2 separate regions of the Urocitellus parryii genome follow, and region 2 is linked to region 1. The links are chromatin contacts, called in public Hi-C maps. All regions are on one chromosome and are shown on one strand. Each heading gives the region's core, a stretch centred on a gene start, on an enhancer-like site or on the middle of the called end of the contact. The rest is flanking DNA. Distances are from core to core; before and after follow the strand shown.

What was found. Hi-C and Micro-C count contacts between places; a contact is called where the count stands out from the background.
Region 2: a contact with region 1 is called in a Hi-C map of muscle, with 4 times the contacts expected there. The contact joins the promoter of Rrh here to the promoter of Sec24b in region 1. A contact is called at or near these places in 2 of 2 Hi-C or Micro-C datasets (liver and muscle).

The regions. Positions count from the first base shown.
Region 1 is chr10:56,136,015-56,142,928 of mUroPar1.hap1, forward strand. It overlaps Sec24b (SEC24 homolog B, COPII component), which reads left to right and starts at 3,358. Exons shown (of 23, transcript XM_026379531.2): 1 at 3,358-3,719. The coding sequence starts at 3,593.
Region 2 is chr10:56,450,317-56,457,230 of mUroPar1.hap1, forward strand. Rrh (retinal pigment epithelium-derived rhodopsin homolog) reads left to right here and starts at 3,524. Exons shown (of 7, transcript XM_026410624.2): 1 at 3,524-3,629. The coding sequence starts at 3,524. Gar1 (GAR1 ribonucleoprotein) reads left to right here. Exons shown (of 14, transcript XM_026410623.2): 13 at 240-305; 14 at 625-947. The coding sequence ends at 638.

The DNA.
Region 1 (6,914 bases), core at 2,108-4,607:
TACATAGAAAAAGAACTGGACAATTGTTTCTTGAAATAGGTAGGTGTTCAGTTGTCCAAGGCTGTCATACTTCAGCTACAGACAGTGAGTCCTAAGTTGGGATGATAATTAAAGACATCTGTTTCTTTCCCTTTTTTTTTGAGACAGGGTTTTGCTAAGTTGATGAGGCTGGCTTCTAATGTGATCCTCCTATTGCTGGAGTTATAGGCATGCACCACTGTGCATGGCCCTATGTTACAATTTGACACACATCAAAAATTTCCCTTCTGTTTATGTGGCAGGTATTAATTTCAATTTTGCCCCATTGAACAGACTTGGCGTCAGCATTTCCATTAGCCCTGCACATCAAACCATGTAAGGTGACAAAAGAACTACCATATTTGGCACTCATGGGATTGTAATCACAAATGTACAAAATACCACTTATAAGGGTTTGTAAAAGATTGGAGAGATATCTTAAAAAAGGATCATCATCTCACAAAGTCAAAATGAATGAGTCAATTTCAGCTCTTTAAAAGTGATGATTCTCAACACTTTCTAGTACTTCAGAATCACTTGGAGAGCTTATTGTTGGGCCCTATCTCCAGAGTGTCTGATTCAGTAGGTCTGGGGTTGGGCCTGAGAATTTGCATCTCAAACAGTTTGAGATCCATCAAACCAAAAAATATTGAAACAAATCCTAAATATGTAAAACTGAAAATCCTTTGAGATACAAAATAGGATATCATAATTAACATAACTCTATGGGGAGAAATATGAACCCAGTCTAGTTTGCAGTGAGTAGAACAAAAACATTGAAGCTAAATAGAATTTGGTTTGATCTCTGGTTCTGTTAATTACAGGTTCATGATTTTTACTCACCAGCCAAATGCAGGTAAGAAAAATATCCCATAGGATAATTGTGAGAACTCAATATATGCATATATATGTACACACACACACACACACACACACACGCCCAATGCCTGCTATATGGCAAGTATTCATTCAATTCTTCATCCTTTTCTTTGTCCCTAGCAGTCATGGAACTTTTTTTTTTTTTTTTTTTTTGGTACTAGGGATTGAACCCTGGGGTGCTTAACCACGGAACCAGCCCTTTTTTATATTTTATTTAGAGACAGGGCCTCGTTGAGTTGCTTAAGGCCTCACTAAGTTGCTGAGGCTGGCTTTGGAATCACAATCTTTCTGTCTCAACCTCCCAAACCACTGAGATTACAGGCCACAGCGCTTGGCCTAGCAGTTATGGAACTTTAACAAGACAGTGAAGTAATACTTTCATAGAGGTGATAGGAAATGTTAAGGGAGGAAAAATCTTTTCCTTCTATCCTTCTAGGTTCCTACTGGGGTCCTTGTAACAAAAGGCAGACTAACAAAAGAAAGGGATATACATTTTTTTAATGCAAATTCATAAAGAAAATGAAGACCTGAAGAAAGAATGAAACATGAGTGTTTTACATTAGGTTTGAGGAAGAGTAAAGAGATGTGGAAAAACGTGAGAGAACAAAAAGGGGCAACTAGCAAGTCCTGTTCACCTAGACTTCTCTCAGCATTCCTGTCTTCAGAGCTGAAGATGCATTTTTTTCCCCAAATGAAGAGAGGTCAACTCTGATATGAGGGTCTTTTGGACCACTTCAGGGAAAAGTCAGAGAGTCCTTCCTACACCTGCCATTTCTCAAATTCCTTTGGCTTAAAATATTCAATACACCAAAGTGTTATTGGTGTACATGCTATCTGGTATAGCATGTCCTGAACACTGGCATAAACATGCTAGAAAAATACTATTGTGAGTTACAGGACAACTGGAAGCAGCTTAGGTGCTAAAGACTGTGGGGAAGATCTATGAAAATATAGTCCCAATCCTTCTCTTCAGGGGAGCGCTTTTAGCGCTTAACTCCACATACCTATGGCTTCTCAAACCTGGGAAGATACATTCCAGGGGCACAAAGTCAATAGCCTAGTTATTCCCTTACTCTCATAATGGCAGCCTTTAATCCAAATTCAAAGGACCCTGGGTAGTGTTGAAGTTTTCAACTGTGTAATCTCCTTGATGAGGCAGAGTGTGATCTTTTTTTTTGCTCAAATGAAGCTTAGGTTTCTGTGGAAAGCTGGAAAGGCTATGAAATATAGGTATATGGAGAATACTGTAGTAGAAAATCCTAGAACTCAAAAGTATAAATACAGCCACTAAAATCCTATTTGTGGTTTTTCTGGTCCATTGAAGTATCCAGCATCATTAACTTGTCATAACAAAAGAAAAGCTTTGTATTACCCAGGGACTAAAACACACTTTATGTTTTGCATAATCTTGAGGTAAATTAGACTTCTCATCAGTCCAGAAACATCATCTCGCTAGATTCCATTCTGAATGGAATCTTTCTTAGCAATTTCATTTTCAAGGACAGAATGATAGTGGCCTCCTGAAGATTCCAAGATGCCAAAATGACTTTGGTAAGGTAGTCCTGGCTTGCCAGTTTGCATGCTGGATAGACCAGAGCAATTCAAAGATTTCACTAATAATAGACAAAGCAAGCTTCTGAATGCCGCAGCTTCCCTGAATATCAACAGGATCAGCCAAATCCTTGGCAAACATAAATACATAAATAAGTAAGTAAACAAATAAATAAATGGAAGTTTTGTCTTTCAGCTGTCCTTTACTCTATTTTTGCCTTCCTCTTCCTTAGATACTTTACAGTCACCGTGGAAAGTTTTGAATAATACAATTCTTACGGTGAGCCTTGTTTATCATAAAGAAATGCTTCCTTTTTCTTTGCCAAGGAATTATACATTACCAACAGACATAGATCTTGAATGCTGTATTTTCTTTGGAATCAAGGAGGAAAAAAAAAAACAAAAATAAAAAAACAAGGGGCTGGAGTTGTGGCTCCGTGGTAGAATGCTTGTCTAGCATGCATGAGGCACTGGGTTCGATCCCCAGCACCACATAAATATAAAATAAAGATATTGTGTCCACCTAAAACTAAAAAATAAATATTTAAAATAATAATAATAAAAAACAAAACCGAAGCCAAGATTCCTCTTTGGAGGGCGGGGTGTGTCCGTTGGATTTGGGGTTGCTCAAAGCTCAGGACATCAATCTGCAGCTTCGAATACCACTGCCGGGCTCTGCCCGACCCAGGCCCGCCGCCGTGGCCGCTCCAGCCTCAGCTCCAGGTGGAACAGAGCCCAAGTCCCCAGCCCCCAGCCCCCATCCTCCAGGCTCTCAACGAGGCTTCTCAAGGAAGCAGCCTCGCCCCGGCCGGCCCCGCAAAATCAGACTCGAACGGCTCCCGCCTGCAGGGGTCGCTGCGGCGGCGCGAGGCCCGCGCGTGCGGGGATTGGCCTTAGGTGGGAGTCCCGCCGCGCGGCGCGGGGCGAAGCTGGGCCCTGCCGGCCAGGATCCCGGCGCCCCGCGGCGGTCAAGCGGCGGCGCTGGGCTCAGCGGTGGAGCGTGAGCAATCCAGTCGCGGTCCCGGGTGACTCCCTTGGTGACGCCGGGCGCGTTCCTTCCTCTTCCTCTAGCCTCTCCGGCCCCGCCTTCCTTTCCCTCCGCCCACCTCCCCTAAGCGGAGCCGCCGCCGCCAGCAGCGCCGTCATGTCGGCCCCCGCCGGGTCCCCTCACCCGGCCGCCAGCGCCCGGATCCCGCCCAAGTTCGCCGGAGCCGCCGCCTCGGGAGCCGCCGCGCCCTCAGGCCCCGGCCCGGCGCCGCACCACCAGAACGGTGAGCCGGGTGGCCCAGGCGGAGCGCGGGGCCTAGCGCCGGCGGGGCGGCCTGCGCGGCCGCTTTGGGGCGGCCTGCGCCGGGAGGGGTCTGGGCCAGGCGCTGGGCTGGGGGTACCGCGCGGGGACCCTGCCGCCGCGGGAGTGGTGGGGGTCGGGGGCAGAGGTGGGGACGCGAGGGGAGGGGCGCCCTGGCGTGGGGGTGGGGGTCGGCCTGGGAAAGCCGGGTATTTATGTAATGTGACCCTAGGCCCTAAAGCGCCGCGGGGGAGTCGGTGCCCTGGGAAAGGGGCAGTCCTACGTACCGAGTGAACCCGGGCTACCCAGCCTGGGCGCGGGCTAGTTGGCCTGAGCGACCCCTTGGCTGGGAGAGCCGGCGAGCAGCCCAGGCCGCAGAGTGCGTGGTCTGTGGAAGGCTGATGCAGTCATCAAGCCGGGTGGATTGTACCCTTCCTGTCTCAGGAAAATCGCTTTGATTTCCGAGTCCCAAGGAGCGGGCTGACTTGAAGAGAACTTAAGTTTGCACCCAAGTTTGTAGACAAAAGGGCGTAAAAATGCTATCTAAGTGTAACAGTAACCCTGACCCAGTTTGGCCTCAAGATCTGTCATTGATGTTGCTTCTGCTGCTTAAGCTTTTGGAGTTTGCTTGTGGTGTTTGAAAGAGAGCAGGTGTCAAACGGATCTAAACGAATATTTTTCGGTCTTTCTTTTGATTTTTTTTTTTTTTTTTAATTCTAGCTCCACTTTCAGAAATAGAAAAAAAAAAAAAAAAAAAACGTGCCAGAGTTGGTTGGTCCTGCTTTGAGGCAAGGCCTTTATAGGGGAGCAGCCGGTACAGCATGAAAGCCGCTTTTATACTAAGATCATAGGCTTTGAATATGCAGGAATTTCAGCTGAAAAATCATAATTTCTAGGAAATCTGTTCCCTAATCTTGAGATTTGGAGTGTTCGCGGTTAGGAGTGGGGGAGGGGGAACTCTATAGATTTGATAGTATGTCAGATGAGAACCTTGAAAGTAGTTGACTGCATTGGACAAATATGTGTGCTCTGTGTTGGTAAGAGAACAAAGCTACATCAGTAGTCATCAAGTGATGACTTTATTTAATTTGCTAAAGAAAATTTACTAGACCTTATTTTCAGTTTAATGAACATCAAAGTTTTAAAACTGATGCTTTACAAACATCAGAGTTATTTACCCATCCTGAGAACCAGAGGTTGAATTTTTCATAATCAAAAGTGATGGTTTAGTGTTAATGTTTTTCAGATCATTCATACTTGTCAAGATTACATGTTTTACTTTCAGTAGTTATTGTTTACTGTAAAGGGATTTGTGAACAATGTCCTAGTACATTTGTTCTGAATGTATATAAAAATATTATGTATAAGCAGTTCTTGTTCTTGCAACCTTAATGTAAATTTTTTTTTTTTTTTTTCCTAGAGACAACTTTGCTTGTGAAGAAACTAGAACAGGATATTTAGGAATAGTCCCAAGTCTTAGAACATTGTAAATGCAAGTTTAATAGTGATTCAAGGATTGTGTCCTTCCTTGATTTTGAATATACGTTATCATTTTGAATGAACAATTTTTAAAAGTGGCAAATATTTATTGTAGCCTTATAAATTTTATGAACACTCAGATGCCAAAGTATTTACTCAGCCAAATAGGATGTTAAATTTTTAAGAACAAATCAATGTTTTTGATGCCAAATATAGCTTGATGCTTGCTTTCTACATTTTATGATCTTTGCTTTCCTTTGAAGTTGCAACAATCATTTCAGTATTTGTTGTGTGCTTATTATTTAGGTATTCAAGGTTAGGACACAAGATAAGACAGAATCCCTCTTCTTTCCTAACTTGACCTGTATTTTGGTGACATTCAAATGGTGTAGTACATTTGTTCTGAATGCACATTTGTTCTGACTGGCCTTGAGAGATTTGACAGGAGGGAATGGCTGTCTCTAGGTAGAGGTTAGAGCTTGAACAAAAGTCTGGAAATGGACACTTAGAAAGTGTAGGCCATATTTAGAAAATGAAAGCCACAGAGGGGAGAAAGGGAGAGGGTTGGTAAGGAAAGCAAAGTATAGAAGCTGAAAGGAGTGGTTCAAAGAGGCCAGGTCACAGAGAGGCCTTAGGTAAGAAATTTGGAATACAGGACTCTTGTGGACTTTTTTGTTTTGTTTGTTTGTTTGTTTGTTTGTTTTTATAATGGGGATCCAGCCCAGGGGCAATTAACCTCTGAGCCACATTCCCAGTACTTTTTATTGAGACATGTCCTATTTAATAATCCTCCTGCCTCAACCACTTAAATCACTGGGATTACAGGTGGGTGCCACCATGCCTGTCTTTTTGGTTTTTGTTGAAGGGGTTAGTTTGAGTAGAGAAGCAACAAGATCAAGTCTGGTTTTTGTCTTGTTTGCTAATTTTAGGAAGAGAAAATGGGTAAAATTTATGCAGTCATTTGGGTTTCTTTCTTTCTTTCTTTTTTTATTGGGGGGTGGGGAGGCATTACTGGAGATTGAACCCAAGCATGCTCAATGACTGAGCCACATCCCCAGCCCTCGCTTTTGTTTTTTTAAATTTTGAGACAGTGTTCTTACTAAGTTGCTCCCTAAATTGCTGAGGCTGGACTTGAACTTGCAGTCCTTTTGACTCAGTCTCCCCAGTCACTGGGATTATAGATGTGTGCCAATGTGCCCACCAGTCACTTGGGTTTCTGGTTTATTGTTCAATCCTATATCAACTTCTTTGCCTTTTAATATACCTCTGTGGAATTCCAGACATGGTGATAAAGAAATAGGTCAGAAGTCTGAGTTGAAAACATCATGTAAGACAAAATGAGATAATTTATTTCAAATATTTGGTATAATATGAAATATATTTTCTCTTTGTCTCTGCTTCTTGTCATGAGCTAAAGCCCTTGAATTTTCTGAGCAATAGGAGTATCTTGTTTCTCACAGTGAATACATTGGTCATACCTAATAAAGTGATTTAGGGTGAAGTCCCAGATAGCTTCCGGATGGGACTGGTTACTAGAAAAACTAAGTGATTAGAGTGTTGGAATTTTTTTCTTCTTTTTTTTTAGTTGTTGATAGACCCTTGTTTTATTTATTTGTATGCGGTGCTGAGAATTGAACTCAGTGCCTCACACATGCCAGGCAAGTGCTATACCCTTGAGCCCCAGCCCCAGCCCCAAGGG
Region 2 (6,914 bases), core at 2,274-4,773, 310 kb after region 1:
TTTGATAAGTTTTTCTGATTCATAATGATGGAGTCCTATCTAAAGTTGGTAATCTGGGGTTTGCCCTCCTGCCTGATTGGAGAACTGCTAAGTTTCTCCATTTTTATCTTCGAAAAAAAATTTATGTAAGAAAAAATAGGTGAATCTGCATTTGTTCTTTTTAATTATAGGAATTGTATCTTTGTTGGCTTATCAGCAAGTGAGAAGCTACAGTTATTTAATAAAATTTCCCCTTTTAGGTGGATTTAGAGGTGGAAGAGGAGGTGGTGGCTTCAGAGGAGGAAGAGGGGGTGGTGGTTTCCGAGGTGAGTATGAGAAAAAAATGTCTTTAATGACTGAATTTTTAGGATTGATACTATCTGCCATTTTCTTCTTTTAATTTTCTCTCTGCTAGCAAGTAAATAGAACATTGTGGTATTCTTTGCTTTAGACTAATTTTTGGCTTCATTTTATATCCTTTTTTTTTCCTCTTTTAAATTTTTTCCTGTATTTCTAACATTTTGCTGTATTTTTAATTTGAAAATCAAAGAAAGGTATAGTATGAATGACAGTTACATTTGGTAAGGTAAATTTACTAAAAATCTCTTTTCTGTTCCGTTAACACTTTAATTTTCTCTTGCCCAGGGAGAGGACATTAGATATAGCATCTGACAGACTTCATCAGTTGACTTCTGCTTTAACTGCATGATCTGCTTCTGCTCTGGATTGGAAACTGAATGTCTTGAGCAAGTCTTGGAAGATGTAGTCATTTTGTGACAGTGGAGTTGGTGTGTCAGTGTTATGCATAAATGAGTGCAGCAGAACCATCATTTTAGCTCTGAAAGAGCAGAAATAAGTCTTTATATTTTGTATAGTGCCTGGTACTCTGTGGGTGCTTAATAAATGGAAAGGAGTTTTCATTTGAAGCATATATGAATTTTTTAAATAAAATGTTTTATTCCTTTAAATTCTTTAGTGTGTTTATTGAACCAAATCTAGTTTTTGAAATTTAAAGACACAACTAGAGCTTAAACCCAGTGAATTACAGATAGAAAAAAACAAAACAGGATTTGTTTATATAAATTACTGATATTCTAAAGAAACATACTACTGGAGTAATACTTTAAGATTATTTATAAATTAGTACCTCTTTCCAAATGTTTGCCTTTTGTGTATGAGAACATTCGCATCTTTTATTTCCCTTTTCTTTTTTGTGTGTTAGTACATAGAGTAAAGCAGTTTCTCTAATTGTAGTTAATAATTTTAAAATCTTGCTATGAATCTATTTAAATATGAGTAGCTATGTTCAAGTGAGAACTAGTTAAAGAAATTTCTTAAGAAATGCTTAATTTTTCTTATTGAACTTTTCTCATTGAACATAGATATGTTATTAACAGTTGTAAATGTTCTAAATTTTCCTTATTTTTAGAGGACTGTAAAGGTTTAAGATGTTATTCACCATAAATGATTTCATTGTCTTTCACATGTTCATATTCTTGGGTAGGGATGTTACAAATGAAATTGGTTTTAGTCACCATTGTTAGTATAGTAGTATCAAGAAATAACCATGGTAGTAAGTTAGAATACCGTGACATGGGACCATTCACCAACTATCATTTGAGATTTTTTTCTCTCACTTGTTATTTCTCAGCAGGAAATATTTATATTAAGTTTTCTAGCATGAATGATTAACTCTTTAATGCTCATTTAAATAGCATGTAATTGCTTATTATCAGTATTTTGGGTTTTACTTATCCTTTTTAATTAATGGAATTACAGCAAGATTAATCAACATATAGGCCATAAATGATATGTTGAAATTTCTCTTTCATGCAAAGAGGTGGTTGTGCATAACAGCTCAGGAAAGATGGCTCTTTGATTCAGAGTCTTTGGGATGAGATTTTGCTCTTGATTTTTAAATGGTATTAGTACCAGAGGGACAGTAGCATTGACCGAAGGACAAGTAATAGTGTTACATTACTAAAAAGTTTTTTTTTTCTTTTTAGTATTTAAAAAAGCCTAAAATGGTAATAATGAAAGTAATGTATGCAACAGTAGACAAACCACTTAAGAGATTTCAGCTTTTACCTTATGTATATCTTGAGGTCATTGACCATTTTCAACTTTGGTTTTCAGTCTTTTTCCTAAGCAAGGAAACAACCTTAAAATCCAATAACCACAGGCTTTTAACAGAGTTCTTCATAGTACTGTTTACTTTTTAGTGTTATTTGAAAATATTTTGGTATTTTGGAATACTGAAGATAATTTTTCTATTATAGGTACTCTGCAGAGTATTACTTTACATTTATAAGAATTTGAGTACTAGTAGCTAAATCAATGGGAACAGATTAATCAACCTGTGTTCTTCTGTTTATATTCATGTGAGAACTGAGGTGAGAAGATTATGCCAATCATTGAATTAAAGTAAGTAAATGGACAAATATAGCCCTCTAGTGGTTCTGTTATATGCTTACACTATTAATTTTGGTGTATCTAAGCATTTCTCTTGATTGAAGTTCACTATTAAGAAGAATCAGATTTTAATGTTGTAGTGGTTAAAATACAAAAAAAGTACTGATACCTTGTCTTGTTTAGCAGTACATGTTCATATTGCAACTTGTTTTTCAGATTATAACATGGTAATCCAGAATATTAGAATTAACCTTTACAAAATGAATGACTGAATCCAGATACTGTTGATTACTCTTGTGCATATCAAAGTGGGTAATTAAACAGAGGTAGATGGTGGAGTAGATCCATCCTTTGAATATGTATCTATTAATAAGTTTATTACCTTGAACTTATTATGTGGCATTTATGGAAACAAATTACATTATATATATATATGATGTTTGTGTTCATATATATACATAATGTTTATATATTTATATACATAGATCACATTTTTGTTTAAAAGGGGAAAAATGTGAGAAACCTCAGACTCTTTTATATAAACATGTTTATATAAGCAAAGAAAAACTTAAGAATGAATGCACACCAAACAATATTGATACCTAAATTTAGGGGAGTGAGATTTGGAAGTATGGGGGGAGATTACTTTTTATCTCTGATTATTTAAATTGTTAAGGAAAACAGGAAACTGAGATGGAAAATCTCAAAGGGTCAACAAGAAAACAGGATCCTTAATCTGAGCAGTTACAGAGGACTAAATCTGGCTTGTAGATTTCAGACAAAAAAGTTAAGTCAGCTCCTGCACTGATTTTCTGAGTTTATTATTGAAATAGGATGTGTGTGCTTGATAATCTGCTTAAATATAAGACTGATGCCAAAATTGGTTAAAATGTGTGGTACTTGGTATTTCTTTGTTTTGCTAATAAGCTTTTCCCTTGCTCTGGGAATTAAAATCCCTTCCTCTTTAGCCCAATTATACTTGTTAAGGGAAGACCTCTATGAAAAGGTCCTTCTTTGAGGTCTCTCACTGGAAATGATTGGTCCTGAAAAATCTTTCCTCCTGGACCCTTGAAACAGTTCATAATTATTGAAGGCTTATTATGAAGGCTGTCTCAATATCTTCCTTCTAAAAATGCTAAAGAATAATTTAGATAACAGTTCAGACTTAAAAAATGAAGATGGCTCTGTCTTTTCGCAGACTGAACACAACATTGTTGCAACTTACTTGATTCTGGCAGGTATGGATATTTTCTCCATTAACCTTGCTTTCAATGGGTGGAAGCAAAGTACAGTTTTCAAAACAAGGCGATAGAATTGGCTTGCTTATGAGTATTATCCTCTGTTTCTGGGCTGTAAGGATCAAAGATGAGGATATAAGTAAATGCCCCAGGATAATTTGATAAATAATGTGAGACGGTGAAGTGGGGCTTTGAAAAATTTTCTGTAAAATAGTTTTTAAATGAAGGTCAACCATTAAATGTGGTTATTGCAGTGTCAAATTAAGCTTATGGGGAAGAGTGTGTGCTGTGACAAAAATGTATTCTTATATCATTTACTATTCCTAGACAGTTTTCTTGGAAGTGTAATCTAGCTAAAGATATAAAGATTCTGGAAGAAAAAGTCTTGAAAAGAATAGAAGGTAGTATTGTCGTTGAGGACAAAGTTTGAACATTCAACTCCTTCCAGAATGCTGTACTGGAAAACTCTTGAGCTTTGGATTCATCTTTTAGTATATGAAACCAAGACCATGTTCCTTCACTTTTTGCTCTTCCATTTTCTTATCTGTAAAGTGAAGACAAGAATAAATTACTATGGTTATCGTGAAGAGTAAAAAACGACATATAAGTGAACCTAAATGACACACTAGGAGGGGACAACAATTTCTTTCCATGTACACACTTATTGATACAAATACTGGATTAATATAATGGCTTGTTTGCAGACAAAGCGTTGGGGAAGATAACAGTGCAAATTCTTTGATTATCTTTTAAATATTGGCTTTTTTATATATTGTGATGTAACATACTGACCAATTTCCAACTTTAGTGGCAAGTTTTAGAAGTAACTGTTCATTATTTTTTGAATTGACTTATGAAAAATTCAAGCATGTTCCAAAGTAGAATGAAAAGCATAACAAATATTCCTGTCTAGTTTATAATTGTTTAGTTTTCCCTTCTAATTCATAATTAGAGTTCCAATTTCTTGTGTTAAAAATTGCAAGTTTCTTAGTTACTTTTAGTAATTTCAGGAATGTTAATTCATTAATTTGGATACTTTTAGTGTGTGAAATCCTGGAAATAAATATATATATATATATATATATATATATATATATTTAAATTTTTTGCTGCTGCTGCTTCTGCAAAAAGACAATCTCATTATTGGAATTACATGGAAATACAACTACGAGGGTCATTTTGGTTAAGGACTACCATGAGTATATGTTGTTAAGTTTTTGGTAGATGAACTGAAGGGAGCATATTTAATCTCTACAAATAGATTTTGTTCTTCCCCTGTATCAAGCATATATTGTTCTTTAGATTCCTGATTTTCTTCCTTTAACAAAGCCCACTTAAACTCCTAAATCAAAATCAGAAATATGAGGAAAATGGTACAAAACATTTGTTACTTTTACCAAGAGCCAAGGCTTTTGTTTGTTTGTTTGTTTGTTTTAACTTTAGATTTAACTTTAATCTTTCAGTTAGATTTTTGGTCCTATAAACTTACCAGTTTTCACTGCTATCAATGTTCTGTTTATTTACTTGGAACACTCTCCCCCAGTTAAGGGTGTGGTAAATTTAAGGATCTGAAATTACTATGGGTGATTTGTAAAATGAAAGGTGAAAGAGAGGCTGTGTGTACTGGGCAATGAAGGAATGTAAACTGAGGAGACAGGGTGCCACTGAAGGGTTTTAAACAGGAATTACGTGATCTGATTTGCCTTTCAGAAATGTGCTACAGTGGTAGCTAAGAGACCATGTAGGAGACCACTGCAGTGCTTCTGAAGAGTTACTAATGGCAGAAGGAAGTAGACTACTCAAGCTGGAATTGATTAGATGTGGGGACTGGGAAAGAAAGAGCAGGAGCTGATGTCTCCTAGGTTTGGGGCAGGAGGAGACACCTGGGTTCAGTTAGATATGCAGTTAAAAGCTTGAGTTGCATGAGACTGATGATATTGGATAGAAATCACTCAGCAGAATGTGTAGAATGAGAAAAGAAAGGAGTTTAGGACAGAAAGTTGGACAGTACACACATATTTAATAAGGTAGAGCTGAAAAAAGGAAGTAGATTAAGAAGGCCCTGCCAGTAAGATTGGAGGGAAGCCACAGAAACCAAAGTGGATGTTTCAAGAGGGAAGGATGATCAATCTCAGTCTACACTGCTGCTTACAGTGTAGACTGACTGAGAAATGGACCCTAGCAAGACCTAATTGAAGTGATCAGCTGCCTACTTATTAGAAAATACTCCCAATTAGGAAAATAAAAACAGTGCTTAAGACAGCTATAGAAAGAACAGATAGAAGGCCAAATTGTTTATGTAATACACCCATTATATCTAAGACTATCCCCAAAATATAGGTACTTTATTTTGATTGTGTACTTGTTAGGCAGCAATTTACTACACTATCTGATGTTTAAAATCATCAGATTTGTAGGTAGCCCAGAAAGATTCACTGTTTTTTTTTCAGTATTTCAGTATTTTTTTCAGTATTTCTTATATGCATGATACAGTAGTAGATGCTAAAAATGAGGCCAAAGAGTTATTGAATTTACTTTGTGTTAATTAAGCTTGAAGGAACAATAGAAATTAAGCTTAATTAAAGGAATAATTGAAATCAAACTTAATTTATTAGTTGTGGTCCATTTATTAAATAGCTTTGCTACATGTCACATAGTCAAAGAATATAGAATTCATAAAGGGCCTGATAACTTCATGAGAAGACAGAATACATAAGAGATAATATAACATTGGGATTAAGTATAAGTACTTTGGGGATTTGAGGAGGAAGCACATACAACAGTACTGTGGGTAGAAAGCAGCTTTAGGGCAGAATTGGGCTTGATCTGAAATTGGAAGGATGTTAGCATTTGGAAATGGGAAAGCAAGGAGCAGGGTGTTTCAAGTGGGGACGGTATGAATCAGGATTTTCAACAAACATGACATATTTGATAAATAATTAAAATGGAGGGCTTGTTTGACAAGTGGGGAACTTAAGAGATAATAACAGACCTTAGCGAAGAGTCAGATCAGGCTGGGGAGTTTGAATTTTTATCCCACAGGCAGTGGGAATTATTGGAAGTTTTGAGGAGAAGAAGAGACATGATAGCAAGCATATTCTGACAGCACCATGGAACAAAAAAAAAGAAAAGGAATCTGGAAGATGAGTATAATACTGAAGATGGAAGTTTTGACTGCAGTGCCAAGATACACTTGGAATTCCTACTTAGCTGATCCTTTTGTGTGTTGGTGCTTGGAACCTTCCCTGGCTCTTGTTATAGCTGTGGATTGCTTACCAAGTAATT